Regions from separate parts of the Mus musculus genome. Here region 1 is linked to region 2. Evidence: chromatin contacts called from public promoter capture Hi-C data. All regions are on one chromosome and are shown on one strand. The core of a region is the stretch at or near the end of the contact, and the rest is flanking DNA. Distances in the headings are between cores, read along the strand shown.

Region 1 (4,756 bases), core at 1,816-4,315, 320 kb before region 2:
ATTCCTGGTGTCAGCGTCATTGCACTCTGGAGGCTTGGTGTGGCCCTGGGCCAGCAGCTCAGCCACCTTGGTCTCCAGTGCACAATCCGATAGCTGTCCGTGTCCATCCAAGACGCTATCAAACACACGCCGTAAACCTTTCTTGACGTGGTCAGAACCAGAAGTGTGCAAACCTGGGTCAGTGGCCTCTTCTTCAGTGTCCCCACCTAGGTCAAAGACTCGGCAGGGGAGCCCAGCCTGGTCGCTAGCATCCAGCAGGAGGTCCGGGCTATCAAAGCGGCTACAGTCAGCCACCATCACTGTGCGGATGGTGCTGGCATTGAGGTTCTGGATCTTAAAGAGCCGCTTTACCACGTTGACATTCTCTGACTCCACATCCTGTGGATAACAGTTGGGTGCTGGTCAGAGGGCCATGTCTGGGGAGCAGCCTACCCTGGGCTCTGCATCTGCCCTTCCATGCCCAGCCCTGCCCATGCCTTCTTCTCTATTTCCCTGCCCTACCCCACTTGTCTGCCCAGCCTGTCCCTGTCCCGGTCTGAACCTGGAAGGCATTGTTGAGCCACAGCACTGAGCAGGAGGTGATATCTCCAATGCGGTGCAGGTTCCCCGAAATGAGGCTGGTTTCTGTGAGCCAGCAGCCAAACACATCATAGGGCTTGTTTCGCACACGGGACAGCAGGGCGAAGGAGTCTGGGGGGAAGGCCACAGCTGGGCAGACTGCTGGCAGGGCACAATGGGACAGGTAGCCCAACCCAATGCCCACACTTACCTAAGCTGATGACAGCTATCTCGCCTGAGGAGGAGTTATGTGGCCCCAGGAACACCCCTGAGGCCAGCAGCAGTGAGTCATCCTGGTTGAACTGGGAAAACTGGGTGTAACTCCAGTTGTATGGCCTCATATCTGCACTGTGCAGCAGTGAGATGGTCAGGTCGTTGTTCCAGATCTGTTCCAGAAAGGCTGCAGGGTAATTACCAGGCCAGTTCACTCTGGCAGCACAGCAAATCCTGACTCTTCTCCATTGAGGGTTCTGGGTCCTCATGGGGCAAGAACCTTGGCCTAGGTCTTTACCACCCACTCTTATGACATCGTACCAATGTAGAGGGCTGACCCTGGGAGCTAGAGATTAGAGCTGTTCTAAGCTTTGGGTCTTGTGTGGTCCAGAGCAGGCCTCCAGGCACTATGTGGCCCTCTCTGCTTCTCTCACCATTGGCTTCTCTTCCCACTGAGTTCTGCTGCATGGGAGAGGCACCCTCACCTTCACCGTGCAGTCCTTGGAGCAGGAGGCAAACTGGTACCCCGAGTGGGAGAAGCTGAGGTGCAGGACCTGGTCAGTGTGCTCCTTCAGTGTCTGCACCTCCACACAGGGTACCATGTCATAGAGCCGCCGGAACTCCTCATACCAGGATGTGGCCGCTGTGGGCAATATAGTGTCACTCCTGCATGCAAGGCTCCCTCACTAGTCAAGATTGAGAGCCGACAGACAGCATGGCTACTGGGAGATGTTTTGTAGGGACTCTGGAACTCACGACTCACTAATTAGGTCTCAGCCACAGGGGGCACCCTTCTGCTCACAGAGACTCCCTCTTCCCCAATATGGCCCGTGTGTCCTTGGGCCATGAGCCCCTGCCCTGAGCCAGCAGGTTTAGGGGTGTGTGTACTGACCTGGGTGGCGGGGCACATCTCGAGCCACCTGGTAGTAGCGGTAGAATTGCTCCTTCCATAAGAACTCATCCCGGGACACAGCCTGCCATTGGCGGCATACCAGCCCAGCAGCCAGCACATCTGCAGGGCCCAAACTCAGGAAGATCTGGTAGACAAGGCTGTCGGGGAGCAGGGGCAGGCCCCCCTCATCCATCGTGACATTCTGCCCAGACGGTCCTGAAACCCACCAGTGGCGGCTCTGAACCCAAGCCTCCTCATCGCCAACCCCAGGGAGAGACTGATAGTCTGGGGTTCCAGACATGGCAGTCCTAGCTAGCCCCACCAACTGCCCACCGGAGAATTCCACTGCACTGAGCATGTGCGGGGGGAGGGGAGGGATGTGTGCATCTCTCTTTGTGTGTACAAGTAGCACTGCCCCACCACAGACCCAACACTTCTTGAAGGACCCAGGCAGTAACGTTGCACCACCTTACATTCTCCAGGACACCAAAGGACTTGCTGGACCAGACAGCAAGCCCCTGAGTACTACTAGGCCAGGTAGAACCTGCGAAGTGGGGGGCAGCCCCACTTTCCAGGTGGGGGCCTTTGATGCCTTCCCCAATGCTACAGGGCACAGGGAGGCAGGTGAGCACAAGACAAGCAAACAGGTCTGGGCTGCTCAAACTGGCAGGTCCAAGGTTTAGCAGCCCACCCTGTCTTTGACCTTGCTGCTATAGGACTTCAGGCCAAGGCTGACTTTCTTCTGAGAAGGGGTTCCTGCTAGCCAGTGGCATATGTCGTTCTGGACTCAGGAGACAGCCTGGCCAGGAGGGTGGTTAAGAGTGATTGGGGTTTCTGAATGTCAGAGGAGACATCAGGGACCACGCTTTGCTGCTTAGCTAGAGTGGGCAGCAGCTCCTTCATTCACCCACTGAACACCGGAGGGTGGATTGGGACGACGTCAACCTGCCAAGGCCATCACTGGCCAGATAAGGCCACCAAAGGCTGTACAAGTGTAGACATTGCAGGAAAAAAATATGGTGACAGTGAACAAAGCCCGTGAAGGTGACAAAAGCCAGTTAAAGTAGGACAAGGCAGAGCGAGGCCCATGACCGGGACCAGGCCCGAGAAAATAAACGAAGGCCACGATCGGGGACAAGGGACACCGAAGGTGGCAGAAGGCTGGTGAATGCAGGACTGGGAGTAATGGGGCACAAGGCTGGTGACTGGGGACAGGGCAGATGACACAGGTGAGTGAGCACGGCGGGGCCAAAGCCGGGACTCACCGCGGTGCCTCTGCCCGCTGCGCTGCGCCCGGCTTCCGCCGCCGCTCTAGTCTCCACCTCCACGTCTTTATGGAGGCGCCAGGCTCGACGCTGAGAGCCCCGAGGCATCGATGGACCGTTCCCCCCCCCCCCCCTTCCCCGTCTTGCGCCTGCGCCTCAGGCTCCGACTAGCAGCCAGCGTTTCTTATGCGCCTGCGCAAACTCTTACTTTCCGAGCGTTCTGACTCACAGAACAGTACTCACTCCTGGCTACCCTAAAGGACGGAGGATTGAGCCAGGCTCAGCTGGGCCGGTTCGAGACTCTGCCTCTGCTCTCTCTGCTGCTGGGCTTTGAACAAGTGACTTTATGAGCACGTTCTTGTTGGTTGTGGAGTTAAAGACAGTTATTGCATGCATAGGGTTGAGCACTGACCACAAGTGGAAATAGGGGTGCAGAGGTCAACTCTTAACTTTGCACTTGGGACACAATGCCCAGCTCCTATCAAGGCTAGGTTCTAGGATGGACCCTGGCTTGGGTTAGGGGTTCAGTAATCGGAAGACAGATGTGGACTTCCTGGACTGTGCTTCCTGTGGCACTGGACAGTGGACTCTGACCTAGGACAGTGCACCCCTCCACCTCGCTGTCCTGTCACCTACTGTCCGTAGCAGGTTGGCCATGCTGTCTCCAGGGGCTGTGTTGTTCTTCACCCTGCTCTTGACAGCCAGTTCGCTGGGCCAAAGGACTCGAAAGCCTATTGGGTCTACCTCCCCCATCAGCACTATCCAGGCCCAGGTCAATTTCAGTGCTCAGAAGGTAAAATCTGGGAGTGAGTGGGGGTAGGTAAAAGAGCAATAAGAACCTGCCTAGCTTGGCGGGATTGGTCCAGGGTGCCCCATTTCCCCAGTCCTGAGCACTCATAGTCAACTTCCAGTTTGCAGGGACATGGCTCCTGGTGGCTGTGGGCTCTTCGTGCCGCTTTCTTCAGGAGCAGGGACACCGAGCTGAGGCCACCACATTGCACGCAGCTCCCCAGGGTGCAGCTATGGCTGTCAGCACCTTCCGAAAGCTGTGAGTCCCAGCAGGACTTCATCCCAGCCCCTGAGCCCATCTTACTCTGCCCTCCTGACTCTAAACCTCATCTCTAGCTCTTCTGTGGCCTAGATAGCTATCCCATATGGCCTCTCCTGGGTTGGGGTTCCTAGAGTCTGGGTGCCTCCTCTTATGACATACCTTCTTCCCCTCCCCAGAGATGGGATATGTTGGCAGGTACGCCAACTCTTTGAGAACACAGGGGTCCCTGGCCGCTTCTTGTTCCAAGGTGAGGCAGGGGCATCAAGGGAGAGGGCTCTGGGCTGGAGGCAGAGGGGAAAGGACTGATGTGCTGTTGTGGTTCTGCCGCAGTCTCACGGGCCCGTGGACCAGTGCATATGGTGGTTGCTGAGACTGACTATCAGAGCTTTGCCATCCTGTACCTGGAACAGGGAAGGAAGCTGTCTGTGAAACTATACGGTGCGGACTAGTCCTGTGATCATACATGGCCTGTGCTTTTCACACATGACCTGTGCTCTGCATCCTCCAGGTCCACCTTGATGGACAGGGCGTCCCCAGATGGACACACACCCCTTCTCATTCCTTTTCTATCCCCATACTCTTGGCAGTAGGCACCCTTGATGAACAGCTACACATGGGATGGGGTGGGAACTGGATGGGGCAGGGACACACAGCTGACCTGGCTGTGTGTCCTGGGTTCCCTGCCATGTTGAAAGCACTGGAACTCTGCCTACCCCACAGTCCGCTCACTGCCAGTGAATGACTCTGTCCTGGATGTGTTTGAGCGGCGAGTCAGGG
Region 2 (4,780 bases), core at 1,752-4,251:
TTCAGATCTGCTTTTTGGTGAATTTGGCCCTAGAAGCCCAAATCTCTAGAGGTGTTTTGCTTGTCCAGGAGCAACAGGAATGTTCCCCCAAATCTAAAGAGACCCTCATCTGTGCAGAAGTTCCTCCAGGGTTTCAACTTTCAGGCTGGGTAGGAAGCATGATGAGCTATAAGCAGATCTCTCTGGGGAGGTCTCAGCCACTCTGCCAGGAAGTAGCTGAGACACGAACTACTAAGGTGGCATCTGGGTTCCTGTGGTTGACTTGGACTTGACAGCTGAGCTAGACTGAGTTCACATTTTACCCAGCTTGGTCTTGTCAATAGATTCACAACCCAAGCAGCCATCATTCATTAGCTGAAGGTAGGACGCCATGGCCCTTAGAGGGGGACCCAGGACTTGTGCCAAAATTAAAACCAGTATTTTTTTTTAATATAAAAAGACCAATGAAAAATTTATTTATAAATTTTTCACGATGGGCTACAAGTCTATATCGTACGCTTAGGAGTGTGCCACAGACTTCATACAGATAGAAGAGACCAACCAGGACCCATCTGAAGCTTCAACATAGGCCCAGTACGTTTTAACATTAATTAACATAATTAAAAAGGCATTTGCGTGTAGAAAAACCATACAGAACTCCTTTTGAAGTAATCTGTGCTTGTCTCAGTGTCTGCCATTCTCATGACATTATCACTATTCCTCCCACACTGGTTCATAAAAGCGCAGAAGACCGAAGAATATGGCCAGGCGGCACAAAGGGCTCCACCCACCTGTGTCCTCAAGTGCTCCCCATTTTTGCACGCAGGGTCAGCAGCACTTCTACGAAGGGGAAACCTCATTTAAATTTGAATAATTCAGCCTCCCTTTTATTTCCCAGGATCAAAACAAGAAGGGGAATGGAGATGCATAGAAAATTGGAACCACAGAAACCAGGAAGTCTCCTTTCTGGGACAGCCAGTGACGCTCCAGCACCTCCTCCAGCCCTGGTCCTTGGCACAGCCCCTCCCTCATGGCTGGATCCTCAGATCATAATAGGGCCTTGGAGCAGGGTTTGAGGGTGGGGATGGGGATTGGGGAAGGCAGAAAGAGCACAGCAGCCCTTCCACTCATTCAGCAATAGTATGAGAGATTCACAGTCTTTATAGGAATTTTATAAAAATATAAATATGGGTACACAACAGCCTTCACAACGCTGGATACAACGCCCTTTAAAATTGGGTTCATAACCAAGATTCAAAAAAATACACCTAAAACTTGGCTTAAAATATGTTAATATTTTATATTCTGTCATAAATGTTATGACATTTAATCGTGGCAAATTCATTTACTTTTTTAAAAAAGTGTGCAACCGACTATTAACTATAATAGAAGTCACTAGGAAGGGTACCATGCTCTCAGAATCCCCACGTCCCAGCCACGCGGGCTTCAAGAGCCCTTTGGAACTTTGCTAAACCAGCCTGTGTGGGGAATGGTGGCCTCTCACGGGAGGGGAAAGGGAGACAGATCCTAGGCTCTCTAAACTCAGAATCCAGGGAGAGGAAAAGAGGAATGAGGTGTGGAAGATTAGGGACTCGGTGGGGGAGGGGCTAGCAATGGGAAAACCATAGGGCTAGGCGGTATTTTCAGTGCAACCAAAAAATGGTAGACTCAAGTTTTTAGTTTTAAAGGAAAAAAAATGCATCTTTCTCCCATAACCACGCACAATATTTCCAAACAAAAAACTCAGGCGCACAAACTTCACCCACAAATATACACACACGTGATAAATAGTTGAGGACATCAGGAACCCGGAGCGTCCCCTTCCCTTCCTAAGTGCGAGGGCGCGCAGATGGTGGAGCCCGGTAATGGTTGTTTGGCGGCTGCCAGCGGCGGGCGCCGCACTGTGAGCGGCCGGGTCTCACGAGCGGCGGCTGGAGCGCGAGTCCGCCCGCGCCTTTCACCTTCCGGAGAAAACATTTCAAGCGGAGGATCCGGTATCTCGGGATTCCGAAGTCTCCCGGTGTGAGACTCAAATTTCAAAACGGACTGGAGCCTGCGCCCCGCCCCCACCCTCTAGGCGGTCGGGGCCGTGGGAAGGCTCTGGGGCCCCGCGGGGCTCAGAGGACTGCCAAGGGGAGGCGCTCTTTTGCGGAGAGCCGAACCCTGGGGTCCACGGATGCGCTACTTTGGTCGTGGCCGCGGACGTAGAGACTTAGCCCGATTTCCACGCGGACCAGCAAACCTGGCGCACACCGAGGTAGTTGGCGGGAAGGTACAGCAGAGACGACGCGGGTGGGGGCCAGGGGCCGGAGTCCGGGTGGCTATCACCGGCCGCTGGCCGCGTACTTGGCCTTGGTGATGAGATAGAGCACGATGTCCTGGTGGCCCCCGAAAGCGGCGATGTGTAGCGCGCTCCAGCCGTCGCGGTTAGCTAGGCGGATGTCGGCTCCGAACTTGACCAACAGCTTCACCAGCTCCAGGTTGCCGTCGATGACTGACTGGTGTAGTGCTGTCTGGCCCTCCGGCCCGAACGAGTTCACGTTGAATTCGCAGTTAGTCATGTTCTGCAGCAGCGACTGCAGCTCCTGCGTGTTGCCCTTGCGCACCGCTTCCTGGAAGATGCGCTGCGTCTGTGGCGCCGAGCAGGTGGACAGCTCGGCTTGGCTCATGTTGCCGCAGAGCTAGGGCTGCGAGCCGCGCCCCGGCTTAGCGCGGGCGGCGGCTGCAGTGCGGGCCCCGGGCTGTCTCGGGGCGTGTCTCGAGGTACGCCTCGGCGCATGGAGGGCGCTGCGCCCTCGGGCCCCGCACGCCGCCCCTGCGCACTCCGGGCGTTCGGGGCCGAGGGCCGCTGGCGCGGGACCCCTGCTGCATCCAGCCGCGCCCAAGCGGGCGGGCGACAGGGCTGGGTGCTGGTTCGCAGAACCTGGGGCAGCCGGAGGCCGCGACACTCGCAGTCGTGGTCCCTTCGAGGTTAGGCTTCGCTCCAGCTGAACTCCACCCGCGTCCCTTTGCAAAATAGTTCTAATTCGCCCGCCGCTTCTCGCCGTCTTTTACGGTTCTTATATTTGCATAACAATAGACGCTCTTGACGCGCACACCAGGGCTCTTTCGATTGGGTGGTGCCCACGTGGGGGCGGGGCGGAGGCGGGGTCGTGCTGCAGCTCCCTCCAGGATAGAGGGCGCTGGTCTGACCAGCACTAGTCTGGTCTGGCCAGGGTGGTCAGAAGGCCTCGGGGGTTTTCCAGCACCACTGCGGGATCCTGGGTCTGGTTGCTCCGGTGTATAAGCTCCTTCGGCAGTTTTCTTCTTCCTTCATAGATGTCGGGAGTTGCGAGTTCCTTGCGCAGCCACTCCCAGGCCTGGACCTGGCGTTCACAGGTGGCAATTTCACGAACTGCTCGGTTGTATAGTCCTCCATCACTCTGGTCCTTTCTACTCAAGTGTAATTTACGGGGAAGCTTGAGCAGCAATTGCATTTGGCTCCTCCATACTGATGGAGGGAGCTCCATGCCCCTAAGCTACCCACAGTGTAGGTAGGGGTTCCTTTGGCAGGCTGGCACAGGCTCGCTCGCTCGCTCGCTCCCCCCTCTGTCTCTGTCTCTCTCTGTCTATCTCTCTCTCTCTGCCTCTCTCTCTGTCTCTCTCTCTTTCTCGGTGGCCAGTCTGTCACTACTCCTCCTTATGTGTTTCCTTTACTTAGTGTCAGCATATAAGACACAGGGCTGGCTCGTGAGACCAACAGCACTGCCCTTTGAGGGAGTTCTGAAATGACTCATTTCCAAGCCATAAGCCCCACGTTTTATTGACCACCCTTAACAACTGACCGTGAGTGAGGCAGGAGGTGCTGGCGCTGGCTGGGAAGGCAAGGCTCCACATTTCCTCATTATGTTTTACGGCTTATAGCTTCGCTGTGGTTGCTGGAAATTAAGGAGGAATGATCTTAAGACTTGCAGAGCAGGAGGCAGGGCACGTCAGGGCTTGATTTCTTCTGAAGCTAACTGGGAATTCCAAGCAGGCAACTGTAAGCCTCAGCTGGGCAGCCCACCCAGCCAGGCTCCATCTGGGGACGCTCCTTTGGTGGATGTTCCTGCCCCAGACTCAGAACTGTATCATATTCACCGGGGCATGTCCCCAACCTTACTATGTTCACGGGGAGGGACCATAGCTAAATTGAATGGAGAAAGTAGGCAACCCCCCCCCCACCACCACTGTGACCACCAGATGTCCGCCCGTCGGGCCAACTTGTTTAAGGGTCACACTCCTTTTCTGCTAACCTGAGAACCTGAATCTCATGTGTATTCAGCTTGGAAAGCTCTCTAGTCTTCTTGGGATCCTTGGTCTATTGGGTTCTGCCTATTTGGTCCCCTAGCCACACCTTATACCTCATTGTTCAGAGAGTTTTTTTTTTTTTTTTTTCGAGACAGGGTTGCTCTGTATAGCCCTGGCTTTCCTGGAACTCACTCTGTAGACCAGGCTGGCCTCGAACTCAGAAGTCCGCCTGCCTCTGCCTCCCAAGTGCTGGGATTAAAGGCGTGCGCTACCACTGCTTGGCTACTGTTCCAAGATCTTGAGAGGAACCCTTATGGTTCTCTCCACCGTGCAGGTAGACTGAGGTGCAGTTGGGGGTTCTGACTGATGCCCCAATGCAGGCTGTGTCACAGAACACTAACCCAAAACAAAGTGGGCAGGGAGAAACGGGAGTTCTGGGAGCATAAGAGGACAGGATCTGATTCCTGGCTGGCCCATGGTTTCATGCGTTTGCATAGGGCTTGGAAGCTTTAGACAGGCAGGAATCAGAGAC

What was found. Promoter capture Hi-C pulls out the DNA fragments that hold promoters and counts their contacts.
Region 1: a promoter capture Hi-C map of pre-B cells shows a contact between it and region 2, with 3 times the contacts expected there. The contact joins the promoter of Fbxw5 here to the promoter of Nrarp in region 2. A contact is called at or near these places in 12 of 39 promoter capture datasets (the C10 cell line, the SN4741 cell line, cranial neural crest and 8 more), 5 of 484 Hi-C or Micro-C datasets (Th1 cells, brain and embryonic stem cells), 3 of 115 datasets of contacts at active chromatin or transcription factors (effector CD8 T cells, memory CD8 T cells and pancreatic cancer cells) and 1 of 9 other capture datasets (liver).

What each region holds. Positions count from the first base shown.
Region 1 is chr2:25,499,059-25,503,814 of GRCm38.p6, reverse strand. It overlaps Fbxw5 (F-box and WD-40 domain protein 5), which reads right to left and starts at 3,065. Exons shown (of 9, transcript NM_013908.5): 1 at 2,929-3,065; 2 at 1,664-1,879; 3 at 1,257-1,414; 4 at 770-944; 5 at 542-690; 6 at 1-378. The coding sequence starts at 1,856. It overlaps C8g (complement component 8, gamma polypeptide), which reads left to right and starts at 3,309. Exons shown (of 7, transcript NM_027062.2): 1 at 3,309-3,721; 2 at 3,840-3,976; 3 at 4,156-4,226; 4 at 4,310-4,417; 5 at 4,700-4,756. The coding sequence starts at 3,584.
Region 2 is chr2:25,178,979-25,183,758 of GRCm38.p6, reverse strand. It overlaps Nrarp (Notch-regulated ankyrin repeat protein), which reads right to left and starts at 3,001. Exons shown (of 1, transcript NM_025980.2): 1 at 420-3,001. The coding sequence starts at 2,648. The coding sequence ends at 2,304.